Linked DNA regions of Zea mays: region 1 is linked to region 2. The links are chromatin contacts, called in public Hi-C maps. All regions are on one chromosome and are shown on one strand. Each heading gives the region's core, a stretch centred on a gene start, on an enhancer-like site or on the middle of the called end of the contact. The rest is flanking DNA. Distances are from core to core; before and after follow the strand shown. Region 1 holds the start of LOC103635303 (histone chaperone ASF1B). Region 2 holds the start of LOC100285442 (ATP synthase beta chain).

What was found. Hi-C and Micro-C count contacts between places; a contact is called where the count stands out from the background.
Region 1: a Hi-C map of tassel shows a contact between it and region 2, with 6 times the contacts expected there. The contact joins the promoter of LOC103635303 here to the promoter of LOC100285442 in region 2. A contact is called at or near these places in 12 of 25 Hi-C or Micro-C datasets (ear, endosperm, leaf and 3 more).

Annotation. Positions count from the first base shown.
Region 1 is chr8:67,353,066-67,358,644 of Zm-B73-REFERENCE-NAM-5.0, forward strand. It overlaps LOC103635303 (histone chaperone ASF1B), which reads left to right and starts at 3,130. Exons shown (of 3, transcript XM_008657793.4): 1 at 3,130-3,461. The coding sequence starts at 3,353. LOC111590018 (small nucleolar RNA Z247) reads left to right here; the gene lies at 1-24.
Region 2 is chr8:67,222,587-67,227,996 of Zm-B73-REFERENCE-NAM-5.0, forward strand. It overlaps LOC100285442 (ATP synthase beta chain), which reads right to left and starts at 3,461. Exons shown (of 9, transcript NM_001158335.1): 1 at 2,910-3,461; 2 at 2,409-2,484; 3 at 2,236-2,324; 4 at 1,830-1,947; 5 at 1,639-1,742; 6 at 1,399-1,557; 7 at 1,045-1,269; 8 at 657-968; 9 at 1-381. The coding sequence starts at 3,374. The coding sequence ends at 268. It overlaps LOC103635301 (probable uridine nucleosidase 2), which reads left to right and starts at 4,150. Exons shown (of 4, transcript XR_002264467.2): 1 at 4,150-4,611; 2 at 4,733-5,410.

The DNA.
Region 1 (5,579 bases), core at 1,880-4,379, 130 kb after region 2:
TGCACACCTCCTGGCGTTTGAAGCTCGGTAGGTGCAGCATACCGCCAACATGCAGTTGAACACTGGTTTGTCTGCAAATTACGTTGGGCATGGCGGACGTGGTAATCATGGTCATGGCCGTAGCCGGGGACGTGGTGGTGCTCCCCGTTCCAGTGACAGAAGCAACAAGACTTCTTCTTCGTCCTAGTCCATCTGCCAAATTTGCGGCAAAACCGGCCACACAACAATTCAGTGCTGGTACATGAATGATGAATCCTACAATGAAGATCCTCCTTCGGCTGTTGTTGCCTCAACTTCGTATGCGATTGACACAGACTGGTACAATGATACCGGGGCAACGGATGACATCACCAGTGATCTTGACTGTCTAACCGTCCGCGAATGCTACAATGGCGGAGAACAGGTCCAAGTCGGCAATGACGCAGGTTTGCATATTCTTCATATTGGTCATTCCTCAATTGAATATAATGATCGCCCACTTGCACTTCGTGATGTTCTTCACGTTCCAAATATCACCAAAAACCTTTTGTCCATTCATAAATTCACACGTGACAATGATGTGTTTTTGAATTTCATCCATGGTTTTTTTTTGGTTAAGGAGCGCAACACGAGGAGCAAACTTCTTGAAGGACGTCTTGTGTGAATAGTTTGATAACAGAGAAGAAGCGCAATATTAATGAACTGCAACTGATAATATATAATATCAGCGAAATGTAAATCTGCTTCCCTCCAAGTTCATCTCCGCCTGGATATACATATTGTTGGCAGAGAATATATTTGTACAAAGTCCATCTTTCGTATGTAAAACTATTTTAGCCAAACCAGGATTCTTCTACAACCGCTTGGAGGAGTATCGAGAACCAGCACATTTCTTGTAAAGTATTAGCCCTGCGTGATAAATATGATAGTCAGAAGTAATACTAAAAGGAAAATACAATAGATTCCTGACTTCACTTCAGTTTCAGGTTTGCTTTCATATAATACGAGTAGATCCAAAGGATATGAAATAAGGGAACATGGCTACCTGCTCATCTGCATACACGGTACCCAACTACTCAGTTTTCCACCTTCATTTTGCCCGTGGTTAAGGAATGGTGATCCAAATGGGAACACCCCTTTTTTTTTGCTCAATTTGGCTGCTACTGCTAGCATTTTCTGCAACTGTGTTTTTTCTTTGCATTTACTGCTCACGCTCTGCAACAAAGTGAAAGAGAATTCCGAGCAGTTCGTGGCAAGAGTAGAATAAATAGAAGATTGCACAGTAGCTGCCCGCTCCTGCACATCCTCCTGCAAATTCTTCAATATAAGCAGCAGTGTGTTGCCCTTCGGTAGCCTGAAACCATCTGTGGTCTCCATTGTTTCTGTTTTTTGATGATAGGTCTCCATTGTTTCTGTTGAGTCAGTCTTGTACAAGAACAAGAACAGCAGCAGCGCTAATTCGCAAATCAGCGATGTCTTGCGTCTCTCTCCTAACGAATGTGCTCGCAGCTACGTATCAGAAAAGATGTATATGAGAGCCTTGTCTGTATTTGCAGGGAATTGTTTGCATCGTTTTATCCCTTTTTTGACCCCTGCATTCTGTAGACCTACCAAGAAGTAAGGCGGTTCAGCAGAATTCTGTGTGATTCCTAGAAAATATGGGATTTGGCGGCCTTCGAGTTTCGACAGCGGTGGAGGCCTGGAGGGGTCCCGTCTCTCGGCTCCCCCACCCCACCCCTACCTGGCTAGTGGCTACTGGCTACCTCTCTCTCGCGAGAAATTTGCTATTATGGAGATCCTCACGTGCGGCTTCGACGTTTTAGAGGCGTAGACGAGGGATTAGCTGATATGGAAAAGCAGGGAATATGCCACTCGCTAAAACGAACAAGAACACTCCATTATTTGGTAACCTCTTTGATTAAAATCATGGATACTCACGTCGTCTACATCCCGTTACCCTTCTCTCCACGGAAGTTGTTCCCGCCAACATTCCTCCCACGGAAGTTGTTCCCGCCAACATCCCCCCCCACCACGAAGTCCGGCGTCGCCGCCGCGAAGCACACCACCACCGAGTACGCTGTGTACAGGATCAGCCATATCACCAGCAGGAAGTAGCCGAACGCGGTCGCCGTTCGACGGAGACCCGCCAGCCAGTACACCGGCGCCGCGAACATGACGGCCAGCGCCAGCTGGAAGGGCAGGAACACGACCGCGTTGGCCACCGCGTACGACGACACGTGGTACGCCCCCGACGCCGTCTCCCTGGCCAGGATGTCGCGCTCCTGCAGGAAGATGGGCAGCGCCTCCGTTGTGGATGACAGGAGGAAGGTGAGCAGGAAGGCGAAGAGACCCACGCGCTCCACCACCTTGTCCTGCCCGAGGTCGTAGAAGATGGAGCCCAGCGCAAGGCCCGCCACCAGCATGCACACGGTGCGGCACGCGAAGAGCTGCCGCGTCCGCGCCACGTTCTTGAAGAAGCGCTGCGACAGCACCGCCACCTCCCGCGCCCGCGAGTTGGCGTAGCGGCTAGCCATCATGGTCACGGCCACAGGGGCGTCCGCCACCTGCTTGCCGTGCAGCTGGAACAGACGCTGCAGCGTGCACCGACCCTCTCGGTCTCCGGAGGACGGCGCCTGCAGGCTGCTACTGGCGTGGCGGCGGAGCGCGTCCACGGAGACGTGCGGGGGCAGGTGGAGGCCCGCGTCCCCGAGCAGGGCGCGGAGCTGGTCGACGGTGCCATGATGGAGGACGAAGCCGACGGCTAGCAGGAGGACGGAGTCGAACATCTTGACGATGCGCGCTCCCGGCTGGTGGATGCTGAGCAGCACGGTGCGTCCGCGCGCCTCGGCCATGGCGCGGAGCGCGCCGACGATGTGGAGCGCGGAGGCGCTGTCGAGGCCGGAGGTGGGCTCGTCGAGGATGAGCACGGGCGGGTCACGCACGGCCGCGATGCCGATGGAGAGGTAACGGATGTAGACGACGTGAGTATCCATGGTTTTAATCAAAGAGGTTACCAAGTAATAGAGTGTTCTTGTTCGTTTTAGCAAGTGGCCTATTCCCTGCTTTTCTATATCAGCTAATCCTTCACCTACGCCTTCAAAACGTCGAAGCCGCACGTGAGGATCTCCATAATAGCAAATTTCTCCTCTCTCGCTGTCGCTTGGCCTCGCCTCTCCACTCCAAACCTGCAGCTCCGAGCCGTCTCCCGCCAACCCAATTTCGCTTCCCGCCGCTCCCCATCTCATCCCACACCGTCACCATTACACCGCCCGAAAGGCCGCTAGAAATCCGATCCCGAGCCGCCGCGTCTTGCTCGCGTCTTTTCCCCTCTGCTCGAGCACGCGCGGGCGCGCGGCTGCTCCCGGCGGCGGCGATGAGCGCGGTGAACATCACCAACGTGGCGGTGCTGGACAACCCCACCGCCTTCATCAACCCCTTCCAGTTCGAGATATCCTACGAGTGCCTCGTGCCCCTCGACGACGGTACTGAGTACTGACCGTTTTCCTCCCCTTCTCTCGGTCCCCGTGATGCGTGGCCCCGGGCTAGGGTTTCGGCGTCCTGGGATCGGTGGGTGGCGCTTTGGATGCAGCTGGGATGCCGGGTTATGGGGTTGGGCTTTGCTATCTCTGCGGGATGGGATCACGAGGGTACGGGAGTCGAACGCCGCTGCATCGGTTGCGTTCCTGTGCGGCAGTAGTAGCATAGATGCGAATGCCATTGCTGCTATCCAGGCTACCGCTGTTCTTGTTCGGTGATTAGCATAAGAATGCAGCATAATTTCCACTGCCCTATTCTGTACCATGCGATTCTTGATCGTGTATTCTACTCTCCATTACTAGTATCTAGAAACCAGCATGTCATATGACTGAACCTATTTGCTTAGTGGGTTAATTAGTTGTATACTTGTATTGTCAAAATCTGGGTGCCACATTAGATCACTTGTGCAAAAAATTCCATGCACACCTGTGCCATGCGTGGATGATTGTCTACAATCTAGAATTATCTTTGCTTGAAGCTGATTATAATTGAATGTGCAGTGGATAAGTCTCATGTTATTTGTATCTTGTACTTATAAGGGATCGACACCTGTGTAGTAGCTGATGAGATTCCAATATTGCTGGTAATTCTGAAAAATGTTCTATTTTGCTTTTAGTGATTTATTCACTGTAGTGGATAATCTGTTGGCCTGTTTCATAAGATACATTATTCCTTTGGATCCTGCTAGCTTCAAAAGCTGTTTGAGTGGGGGTGGTCATTGTCTGAATAATTCTGGTCCAGACATGTTTGCCTTATTTTCTCCCCTCTTTTGTCTCTGGTTTGTTGATAATGGCATAAAGACATATCATGATAAGTACTACATAGAAATTATACAAATCTATAACCCAATGAACGTTGAAGTACTAGGGTATAATTTTGTTTTTTTATTATGGAAACAAGAGTTCCGGCTTTAGCATACAAATGCGTACAACCATTACATAACGATTATTGGACCATAGAGCAGTTGCTTGAATAATTAAACTAACTCAAAGAAAACAAAATGCCATGACTATAGAAAACACTAGCCATCTTCAATTCTTGCATTCGAGCGCCATCCATGCATTGCAAAAACTTCCATCGCCACCACCTCCAAAGCTCGACAGGCATCGAGAATTTGTTGGTGCTTTTCCTCCTTCTGTAGAAGTCTCCAGAATCTGAACCAGTGAGTAACCCTGAAAATAACCTGTACAATTGATGGTATTGGTTTATGATTAAACACCACCTCATTTCGACAGAGCCAGATGGACCAAAATAAAGCTGATATTCCAATCAGTAATAATTTTTTGTATGCCAGAGCATTATTAGATTCCCAAGACCCGATAATATGATTAGTGCTAATGGGCATGTCTATTTTTAAAACAAAGTAAATGATTCTCCATATACTTTTGGCAATGTAACAGTCAAAAAAGAGATGATGTATACTCTTATTGTTGTTGCAAAAGCTACAGGTCAAGCTACCATTCCAACGCCTTCTAGCTAAATTATCTTTAGTGAGGATCGCTCCCCGACATAAATTCCACAGGAAAACTTTTATTTTCAGAGGGAGCTTAAGTCTCCAAAGCATCTTACTCCGATTGCTGTTAGGATTATTCATCAAAAGATGGTACATCGATTGGACAGAGAAAATTCCATTCTTATGACCATCCCAAACAAAATTGTCCCTAGCCGGATTCAGAGTAACCGTAGTTAGCAAGTTTAACAAGTTGTGCCATTCCACCATTTTAATTCCCCTAATTGTTCGGCGAAAAGATAAATTAAGATTTGAATCTGAAAAGACGTCTACAACCAAGGCCGATTTGTTACGCACTATATTAAAAAGGTTCGGGAATTGCTCACTAAGAGGTCGACTGATTAACCATATATCCTTCCAGAATCTGGTAGCATGACCATTCCTCACTTGAAAGTGACCTCATCTAAGAAATTGATCCTTAATATTCATTAGACCTGACCAAAAGTGTGAATCGTCCGGTCTTCTAGATATTTGAGTAAGAGATTTACTAGGGTATAATTTTGTGGAATGTGCATTGTGTTGTTTGAGGTTGTTTTAATCGTAATGACATGCC
Region 2 (5,410 bases), core at 2,211-4,710:
ACCAGAAGCCGTAACTTTATGTTCTGATTGATCCGCGTCACACAGGCCACAAGTTTCTTCAGTTCATGTAACTTTGGTGCAGCCAAAATTAATGTCACTGCAGTTGCTTATTTGGGTGTAAAGTGTTTGAACAACAAAGAGAAAAACAAGCATCTCAGCAGGAGATGGACCTCCAACTCGTGCTGCCTAACTGCGAAAAGCATAAACAATCGCTTAAATCCAAAAATGGAACTTGATTGTACAGGATTCAACAAGCAAGAAGCCGCCTTATGAAGCAGACTCCTTGGCGATTTTCTCGGCCTTAGCAATGACTTCCTCAATGCCTCCAACCATGTAGAATGACTGCTCAGGGAGGTCATCATACTTGCCATCCAAAACACCCTGCACAATAGAAAAAATTCATACAAAAGCACCATAGTGAGGTCATACATTACTAACCAACAATTGGAGAAATAGAAACATCATGATGCAACATGGATAGAATGTAAGAATGTTGTCTGAGAAAATTAAATGAGGCCTCAAACAAATATGAGGGAGCCCAGCAAGCATCAAGTGTCGTCTACAGGTGCATCTCTAAGTATTGCGAGAAAGAATAGTGAGCAAATCATTATTTTCCAAACATCGGTTTTTGAGATAAAAAAAAGATTAAACTGTACCTGGAAACTCTTCACACTTTCCTTCAGCTCCACATACTTCCCTGGAGCACCTGTGAAAACTTCAGCGACATGGAAAGGCTGGCTCAGGAAACGCTGAATCTTTCTTGCACGAGCGACCGTCAACTTGTCATCCTCACTGAGCTCATCCATACCCAAGATAGCAATAATATCCTGAAGATTTTTGTAGTTCTGAAGAACCTTCTGAACACCACGAGCAGTATTGTAATGATCCTCACCCAGCACGTGGGGAGAAAGCATTCTTGATGTGGAATCCAGTGGATCGACAGCAGGATAAATACCAAGCTCAGAGATCTGCACAGGAAGCATGAAATCACAATGAGCAAATCATGTACCTAACACAACAGTCACATAAACCAAATGGACAAACCTGCCGTGACAACACAGTTGTAGCATCAAGATGGGCAAAGGTAGTAGCAGGAGCAGGATCTGTCAAGTCATCAGCAGGCACATATATAGCCTGGACAGACGTAATAGAACCCTTCTTTGTTGTCGTAATACGCTCTTGCAGTCCTCCAAGATCAGTGGCAAGGGTTGGCTGGTATCCCACAGCAGATGGGATACGTCCAAGAAGAGCAGACACCTCAGAATTTGCCTGGAATCAAGAGCGCAACAATGCCACCAGATATAACATCAACACTCTATTCAGACAGGGAACTAGAAAGATATTTGCTCCAAACGCTGTATATAGTTTTCATGCAAAAGAAAGCCCTGCAGAAATTACCTGGGTGAAACGGAAAATGTTGTCAATAAACAGAAGCACATCTTGTCCTTCAGCATCACGGAAATGTTCAGCAACAGTCAAACCAGTCAACCCAACACGAGCACGAGCACCCGGGGGCTCATTCATCTGCCCGTAGACAAGAGCACACTTGCTTTCACTCTGCCACAAAACCAATATATGAGAAAGTGCCAGCCCTGATATGCCAAGATCACAAAGAAATTACGGCATCACAATAATCACCTGCTTGTCACCTAGCTTAATGACACCACTTTCAATCATTTCTCTGTACAGGTCATTCCCTTCACGGGTACGTTCTCCAACACCAGCAAACACAGAGAAACCACCTACATAGAAGCAAAGCAGATATCACAATCAGAAGATCCAACAAGAAACTGAGCCAAATTGACAATGAAACTTGGTACAGTACTAACCATGGGCCTTAGCAACATTGTTGATCAGCTCCATAATGAGCACAGTTTTACCCACTCCTGCACCACCGAAGAGACCAATTTTTCCACCTCTTTGGTAGGGTGCAAGAAGATCCACGACCTGCATGTCAAAGAAACATTATGCTACAACATATAATCATCATTCAAGCAATGTCAGCATAGGTGCTACTAAATTAGAGGGTGTTTGGTTCCTGCCTCCTAAATTTAGTAACTAAAGTTTAGTCACTTTTAGTCCCTGAACAGCCAAACAGTATAACTAAATAATGCCTTCCAAGTAGAAATCCTAGGGACTAAAGTTTAGTCACTAAAGTTAAGAAGAGTGACTAAAGGAATCAAACACCCCCTTAGACTCCAAAACGATTCTAGCTCGAGAACTGAACAAACCTACCTTGATTCCAGTAACAAGAATTTGCTGCTCAGTGGCCTGCTCAACGAAAGCAGGGGCTTCACGATGGATAGGGAGGAAGTGGTTTGTCGCTGAAATATGGAAAGGTAGAAGGTTTACAAAAGCTCTTCCAGACACCTTGAAGCAAAATACATACCATAAGTCCAGACACTTACTTATATCACCCTTCTCATCAATCGGCTCACCGATAACATTAATGATGCGTCCAAGGGTAGCCCTGCCAACAGGCACCTACAAACAGGAATAATTTTGAAGTCAGAAAACATGGTTGACAGTGGTGCAAATGTGAGGTCATGAAATCATAAACACCACGAGCAATCATGCAAACAACACTGCCAGCATAGATACTCTACATTACACTTGCCAATGGCGCCAAAACAAGCATGCAACAACAGTATTTGAATATCAATGAACAAAAAAATATGTCATGGCAATGAAACCCATTAGTTACTGGCATCGTTAAACCAGAAGCTGCCACAACTAAAACCTATCAATGTTCAGGCTACAGCAGACGATCTAAAATTTAATCACTGGCCACGCAGATCTTCGTGCCCAGATCAAATCTAACACTATTCGGTCTGCATTTCATCAGATCGATCCGTACCGCCACGAAATAGAAAGCACAGCCATAACCAAGAAATAGAGGGCGTCCTCACGGTGATGGGGGAGCCAGTGTTGAGGACGCGCTGGCCGCGGACGAGCCCCTCCGTGCCGTCCATAGCGATGGTGCGCACCATGTTCTCGCCAAGGTGCTGCGCCACCTCGAGCACGAGGCGGATGTCGTTGTCGAGCACCTCGAGCGCCGTGAGGATGGGCGGGAGGCCCTCATCGTAGCGCACGTCGACGACGGCGCCGATCACCTGGCACACCTGGCCGATGGCGCCGGCGCCGGTGAACTCGTCGGTGATCTTGCCGCCGCCGGTCTTCCCGGTGGCTGGCGGCGGGGTGGCGGGCGCCACCTGGGCCGCGGCGGCGGAGGCGTAGGCGGCGGCGCGGTTGAAGAGGTACCCGGCCGGGGACGGGCGGTGCGGCGCCCCGCGCGGGCGCGGCGCGGCGGGCGAGGCGGCACGGAGGCGGGAGGCGGAGCGAAGGAGCGAGGAGACGACCCGGCGGGACGCCATGGCCGGTCCGGATCTAGGGTTAGACTTCGGGAGGGTCGCTGGGTGCGGCGGCTCCGCGAGGCTAGCGAGGGGGGCGGAGAGAGGAGTGAGGCCTGTCCGCACTGGAGGGGAATAAGTGGGTGGGGATCTCAGAGAGGCATCGGCAAGTGGACCTCGTCCACGGGGACCGGGAAGGATGGGCGAGCAGCCAGCTCTTAGGTCGCATCGCTCGCGGGGAGCTTTGGTGCATGGGCCCGGTCCAGTGAGCGAGTGAGAGAAGAGCGGGGTTGGGCTTTTCAATGATGAAATTTGATGCTTGTTGGTTTTGCAGCAGCTAGAACATATGCTGTTTACATTTTGATTTATATTTATTTTGCTGTGGTGGAAGTTTTGATAGATTATAACAGCAAACAGCCTATGGTTCTAAATCACAGTTAATCCTTGCAAGTTTTGTCCACGAAAGTGGTCATGTTTTCTGGATCCAATGCTTCACGTAATCCTCGATAACGCTGTTTTGACAGTTTTGTCCAAGTTCTGAAGCGGCTCTTGTTTTTTTATTGCAATTTGAGGATGTGAAGGAGAGCAAATTGCTCTATTCCACGAGAAAATACAAATCTCTACTACTACTTATGTATCTAACGTAGGCGTCCACACTCAAAATTGGTGCACGGTTCTGCCTTTCTCCACGCGCTGGCCGCGAATCTCGCCGGTCTGCCAAATCCGCCGCGAATCTCGTCCACAAAACTTCCAGCCATGGCTGTCGTGACCAATCCATGGCAGTCGCGCCCTGGTCCCCCGGCCGCGCCGGCTTCCATCCAAGGCTGCCCGCGCGCCCGGCTCCCTTTCCTTGCACGACGCCAGATGGATATTCTACGCGGCAATCTCGGCGCTCGCCCTCCCCCGCGGGGCAATCTCGGTGTCCCGCACGGCAATCTCGGCCCCGCCATCCTCGCCCCCCAATTGCTCGATCAGGCATAGATGGAAATCCTTGGCGCATCCGCCCCCTCGCATCCCCCACGCATGTGCCTGCTCCCATCCCCCCGACCTCGCGAGATAGTCGCCTCGGCCCTCCTCGCAGACACCCTCTTTGAGTTCCAGGCTTCCAAGGTCCAACCTTCTCCTCTCTGAGGCCGTAGCATTTGTTTGGTTAGATTGGGTTGTTCCGTTTGGGTAGCCGGTGGGATCGAAATCTGTGCAGCACCCATGGCGGTAGTCGAGGGGATGAAGAAGGAAATCATCAACACCGACCCCGGAATTGGTAGGTACCCGTCCTTGCGATTGCAATCATCGTCTTGGCTGTAGATCGATGGTGCTTCTTCTTGTTGTGGCGTTCGGATCGCAGTCCACTGACCGAACCGAACCACTGTTCGACGGAGCAGATGACACGATGGCCATCTTCCTGGCGCTGCGGTCGCCGGAGCTGGAGGTGCTGGGCCTCACCACTACCTTCGGCAACGTCCACACCGCCCTCGCCACGCGCAACGCGCTCCACCTGGTGCCGCCGCCTACCTTCCTTCCTCTCTCTCCCCCCACCCTGCTGGTCTGTTCCACCCACTCCGACCGCGGCTCACATTTGCTTCTGATGTGTGTGCTTGAGCTGGAGGCTGTTGGCAGGACTGACATCCCTGTGGCAGAGGGATCCCATCCAACGATCAAGGTAGCTATCAGCGTCTCTTTGTTTATGCTACCACGCTGAATCGATGTTCAATTGTCAACGTTGCAGCGCCCTCATCAAACACAGAGAAAAAAATCAAAGAATCGCAGTGATCTAGCAAAGCCGCAAACAGTTGAGATTGAGGGAACGCCATCGAGAGGATCATACTTCTTGCGTGTTCATCAGCAGCTTTCACAAGGCTGTTTTGTTCGTTCATTTACTCTGTCATCTGAATTGCTGTTTCTTTTTCATTTTCCCCTCGAGCACAGAAAGCCACCAAGCTGAGGATCGCAAGCTTTGTCCACGGTTCAGACGGCCTGAGGATCACAAGCTTCGTCCACGGTTCAGACGGCCACTGCGGATCGAGGTGCGGCAGGTCGGGGCGCCGCCGCGGATTGTAGGC